Regions from separate parts of the Zea mays genome. Here region 2 is linked to region 1. Evidence: chromatin contacts called from public Hi-C data. All regions are on one chromosome and are shown on one strand. The core of a region is the stretch at or near the end of the contact, and the rest is flanking DNA. Distances in the headings are between cores, read along the strand shown.

What was found. Hi-C and Micro-C count contacts between places; a contact is called where the count stands out from the background.
Region 2: a contact with region 1 is called in a Hi-C map of seedling, with 8 times the contacts expected there. The contact joins two enhancer-like sites. A contact is called at or near these places in 2 of 25 Hi-C or Micro-C datasets (ear and seedling).

Annotation. Positions count from the first base shown.
Region 1 is chr5:142,507,496-142,510,350 of Zm-B73-REFERENCE-NAM-5.0, forward strand. LOC100383395 reads left to right here. Exons shown (of 3, transcript NM_001176050.1): 3 at 1-1,629. The coding sequence ends at 1,302. Among protein-coding and RNA genes, the nearest start is that of LOC100383395, 5.5 kb to the left of the region's middle. Within about 2 kb of position 1,401, at least 19 of the 20 cell types and tissues checked have an H3K27ac peak or open chromatin away from gene starts, as enhancers often do. A contact at or near this core is called in ear and seedling, where this site is marked.
Region 2 is chr5:142,730,898-142,733,752 of Zm-B73-REFERENCE-NAM-5.0, forward strand. No RefSeq gene overlaps it. Among protein-coding and RNA genes, the nearest start is that of LOC100275689, 16 kb to the right of the region's middle. Within about 2 kb of position 1,389, at least 18 of the 20 cell types and tissues checked have an H3K27ac peak or open chromatin away from gene starts, as enhancers often do. A contact at or near this core is called in ear and seedling, where this site is marked.

The sequences.
Region 1 (2,855 bases), core at 151-2,650:
CTGGTCCAGGGTCCAGCTTGTTCAGCACCAACAGTGCTCCAACTGCCAAAAAGTTCAGCTGCCACTTCTTCTGGGTTTGTCCGCCCACAGCAACGCAACGGTAGCACAAAGATCTGTTCAGAGCCAGGTTGTGCAAAAGGAGCCAGGGGTTCATCTGGGCGGTGCATTGCCCACGGTGGGGGCAGAAGGTGCCAGAAAGAAGGCTGCAACAAAGGAGCCGAGGGGAGGACCATCTTCTGTAAAGCCCATGGAGGGGGCAAGCGCTGTGAGCGCCTTGGATGCACCAAAAGTGCCGAAGGCCGGACAGATTTCTGCATAGCTCACGGCGGCGGGCGGCGTTGCAGTCATGACGGGTGCAAGAGGGCGGCGCGAGGCAGATCGGGCCTGTGTATCAAGCATGGTGGCGGGAAGAGGTGCCAAACGCTGAACTGCACAAAGAGCGCGGAAGGGCGGTCAGGCATGTGCATCGCTCATGGTGGCGGGCGGCGCTGCCAGTACGCTGGCTGCGGGAAGGGAGCCCAGGGCAGCACAAACTTCTGCAAGGCCCACGGCGGCGGCAAGAGATGCACGCACCCCGACTGCTCCAAGGGCGCGGAGGGGAGCACGGCGTTCTGCAAAGCCCACGGAGGCGGCAAGCGCTGCTCGGCTGACGGCTGCACGAAGAGCGTGCACGGCGGGACCCAGTTCTGCGTCGCGCACGGAGGCGGGAAGAGGTGCGTGGTGGAAGGGTGCGGGAAGAGCGCGAGAGGCAGGACCGACCGCTGCGTCGGCCATGGCGGGGGCAAGCGGTGCCACTCCGCCGGCTGCGGGAAGAGCGCGCAGGGGAGCACCGATTTCTGCAAGTCCCACGGCGGTGGCAGGCGCTGCTCGTGGGGGCACCCTGGCTCAGACCTCGGGTCTGGTGGCGCTCCCTGCGACCGGCTGGCGAGAGGCAAGAAGGGGCTGTGCGACCGGCACAACCCGCTGGTCCATGACAACAGCGTGCATGGGGGTGCGTCGTTCGGTGGCTTCAGTGTCGTCAGTGCCGCCGCCCTTTCTGAGGGAGATGGCTCTCCATCTCCAGGCACCGAGACAAGCATGCGCAGCTTCTTCATGCACGCGGTGGAGGCTCCTCGCTGTGTGGCGGCCTCGGCCCATGAAGGCCGGGTGCATGGGGGCAACTTCATGCCTATCATGCTCGACGGTGGCGTGGGACTCGGGAAGAGGCCGGCCGACAACGCTGATGCTGGTGCCTCTGCCCCTCCTCGCAGCTGGAAAAGTATGGAGAAGGCCTGTGGATCTGCGCCGCGCAGCTGGCTGTAGTATTTGCCAGAAGTTCGTGACCTGCTCACAGCTCACTCTCTCCATCTGGGTCTCCTCTGCTCCTGCTCCAAGTGTCTCCCGTGTCCTCTGGTCATGCGTGGTATGGTATGATAACATGAACTGTGTGTGTACTGGTTGGTCAGGACTCGGGACTTGTTTGGTACTGTGGATATTGTGGTTGTTTGTGCTCTTGTAGCATAGGTCTGGTCGAACATACCTACTAGTAACAGTCGTCGTGTGCGGTGTGTGATTGAATTGTAAATGAAAGGAACGCCTCGTCATGATACAAATAAAAAATAGTACCTTTCCTCGCGGCGCCCGCCAAATAAAAAGACTCCATTGTTTGTCTCCTAAAGCTCTCCAAGTTTTAAATACAGATAAAAAAACATACCATAGAGCATTTATGGATAATATGATGCTATTGAAATTAAGCAATATTTTACTATGTATGATCCTACCAGTTTATCATGTCGCGTGGTGCGATTAGAGAGGTCTTCCCCACCGAGTTATAGCATTCCAAATCCATCCCATCATATTTGATCTATATCCATCCACATACTCATCATGGATCATGAGTGCAAAACTCATCTCATACTCATCCCCACTCGGGTTTCGGGTCTCTATCCCCAATTAAGGGATACCTAGGTACTAACAGCTAGTACAAACTATCCAGATTTCAGACATCACCACATCGGCAAACACTCATCCATGAACCATGATTCATTTATCCATCCATCAAAAAAGAAATCAGTCCTTTAAGACCAATAGAAAAAATGGAGAAATGTAGTCTGCTCACCTTCCTTAGTCACCATCCGAGTTCATTAACCCATGTGATGCTGCCCCACCGGATTCTTGTACTTTGTGGCTGTTTGGAAAATAAGCATGTGCTCATATTATCCATGTTGTGCTCTCTTCCCTCATGTGCTCAGAATATACATGTGCTCAGAATACTGAATACATGAGCAAAGTCAGAATACCCATGCTCAGGATATGCAAATTCTAAACAATATCAGAACAATATTTGGCACATAACAATATCAGAACAAGGGCTCGTTTAGCAGAACAAGCATACAAATAGAAATGCTCATACTTAACCAATAGTAGAACAAACATGCAGATTTATTTGTTTTGTTTCTATCCAAAAGACAACAGAACAAGCATGCAAAATAGTGCCCCATAGCAATGCTAATACTTAACCAACTAGAACATGCTGAGAGAACACAAAAAACAAAGATTTTGGGTTTATTCTACGACACTATGGTTGACTCCATTCATTATACTGGTACAGCAAGGTGAAAGTGGTGAGAATTCCATTCCATGACATTGGCTTCATTGAAATCAATGGATGAAGTTATGCAACATACTCCCGGCATACATTATCACATGAAAATTCATCCAATCAGCGACAATTCATTATGAAAGATGCAAGTCATTTTTAAGGCAGTAAAAGAATAGTTAGACCAATAACATAAAAGAGAACTTGAACTTACACATAACAAAACAAGCATAGTAATTGAAATATGTAAGAATCACATATAATTATAAGCATGAAC
Region 2 (2,855 bases), core at 139-2,638, 220 kb after region 1:
GGAGGCAAACCAAGGGGCCGAATGCTAGCTAGCATCACAGCGCTGGTGTTCATTTGGTGAAACAACTACAAGCGTGATCCGTATGGTATGGACCGCTCGAATCTGTCGGCACGGGTGATAGATTTGTTCTCTGTTTGAGCACAGAATCACAGCCACTTGTTCACTTGTTGGTGGTCCTTTTCCTTCTTCCTCCTAATACTGGCGCTCTGTTTGTTTCCTGGACGTGCAGCAGGTGCAGGTGCATTCAAGAACCCTTGTTGACAATTTCGCTCCTACCAGCAGCAGCAGTAGTACTCGTGCCGACATCACGTAGGATCCTGCTCTGCAAAATCAGGATGAGCGGCATGTCTCTAGCAGCAAGATCGAGCGATACTGCAACTACATTGTTGTAAAGTTTTGGATTTTGTCCGGATTTGCCGCTAGGCCTAGAGGATTTGGATCCCAATCCACCCCATTTTATTTGGAAACCGACGTTTTCTTGTGCTGCTAAATGACGCGGGCAGATAGCAGAGTAGAGAGGAGAGAACAGTACAGAAGGACTAGGGTTTTTTTTTTTGCTCTCTCTTATAGTTTCTGTAGCAGCAGTAACCAGGCCATTAACAGCCATGGGCGTGTTCGGCAGGCTGCAAGCCGACACTGTTGCAGCTGTTTGGACTGCTGCAGCTGCAATCCATAGAGAGAAAAATACTGTAGAAGCCGCAGCCGCAGCCGGATTGCAGCCGCAGCAAGCCGCAGCGAACAAGCCGCATCATTCCTCCATGCGACCATGCACGGAGGCCGATGCATGGCACTGTTGCTGCCAGAGAGAGAAAGAGAAAAGAGAAAAGAGGGAGATGGAGATTAAAAAAAAGGCCTTTGGTAGCTTTTGGTGCATGCAATGCAACTGCAAGGGCTTTGGACTCGAGCTTTAGTACCCCTCCCGTCTGGCCCCGCTTGGGTTATAGTAAACTGTTTTGGATTTTTGGGTGTATTTGGTTTGATGTCAAAGTAGGATGAGTCGGGGGCGCCACTGTCCCCTTAATTTTTTGGATCACGCCGCTCCCAAAAATCACTCTGGTGTTCACCTCGCTCCCGCTTGACTCTCAATCAAACACTATAAAAAACATGACCGTCTCATTTCATCCCTCTTTGTACATTCAACCAAACGCATCCTAAAGCTGTCAAGGAGAATAGATAGATATTGGCCACCCATATGACCCCATCCATGTACTACACTACTGCAGCTGATGCCTGCAGCACTGACTGACAGCTGCGCCCTTTTTTCCGCCTTTGGATACTAGCAGCAACTAGCAAGAGGCATTGCGACAGACCTTCGTCACCAACCATATATAATATAGTGAGGGATACTATTAGCGCTCAGTTTCCAACAAGCAAAGCATGTGACGCTCAGTTTCGCTTGTGGACTGCGCCTGGAACGGTGGAGGCCGTAACTGTGACGCTCGTGCTGGAACAGAGTGGGAGGGGGAGGAATCTTTAGCCTAGCCGACAGTTCATTGGCTTTAGATTCGTCTCCAAGCCGAAACCATCATGATGGCAAGGAACACGGACGGGCTCAGCAAATAAAATAAATAAATAAATAAATAAATATCGACGAGCATCAAATCAATTGTCATGTACCGTACGTCGTTGTACTATGCAACAGCTGCTGGCTGCTAAAATTCTAATTGTTGCAGCCTTAAAAAACACTCGTGTTTTTTTTTGCACACGTGTAACGGTGTATCTGGACACTACCAATTCCCTTCGGATCAGAGGGAGGAAAAGAAATTAGTTTATTTTCTCTCCCTCTCTCGCTTCTCTCGGATTTCAAAGTGGATCTGAGTGCCCACAAACTCGTCTGAAAGAAACATCCACGTACGTACGTACACCCCTCCGTGCGCTGTAGTAGCTGGTGTTTAGACAGTCTCCAGCGTCCCCTAAATTCCATCATTTAAAGGAATATTCCTTTTCTTTATAGCACCCTCTAAAAATTCCACTCTCTATATTTTTTTCATCTCCAGTAACGTTCTCTAAATTCCATCCTCTATTTCTACAGTGTTAACAAAATCCATAAAGTACCATATTTGCATATAATTTGAACATGACGTAATTAACTAATGCAAAAATGACACTTGGACAATTTTGCGAACGTATATTAATTAGGAAATCAATTATCCATGATTATTGTATATATATTAATTCATGTTGGTTAACTCTAACAAATAATCTGTCGTTCGTTTGCCAACAATAAATTTGCAATTACATATAAAATGTCATTTACGTGTACTTAAATCAATTTCTGGTGTTCAGTTTACACCATGGTCTATGGGTCCCACAATTATCCATGAGTTAGGCTCTTTTCACAAGATATCGATATAGAGGCCAAAAGACCTAAAAAGAAGAAGAAGAAAAAGATACTCTTCAAGATATAGAAATAGAGATGAGTTGGATAAGGAAAATATACATTACAAAAAGGAGATACAAAAAATGTATTGAGAAGTGAGAACCATTGTTTTCAATGAAGATTTGAATATAAAAAAAAGTTAAGGCCCGTTTGGTAGGTTAGAGGGGCTACGAGCATCTCTAAGAGCTCCCCTATCCCTAATCCAACCACCATATTAGGAGAGTTGGCTTAAAATCTCTACTCCAATAGATCCCTCTTTTATCCTCATTAATTGGTGACCACCAAAAACAAGCCAAACTCCTCTCAAATAAACAGGAAGATGCAACTCCACCAATACAACTGGTGGCCAACAATCCTCGTCATTTAGAATTCTCTTGCGTCCGCCACCACTTGCACATACTCTGGCCTCTAGGCTTGCCATCCACCACCTGCTGCCCGAACGCTCGCCACCAGCATGGCTGTGGGCTGTGGCATT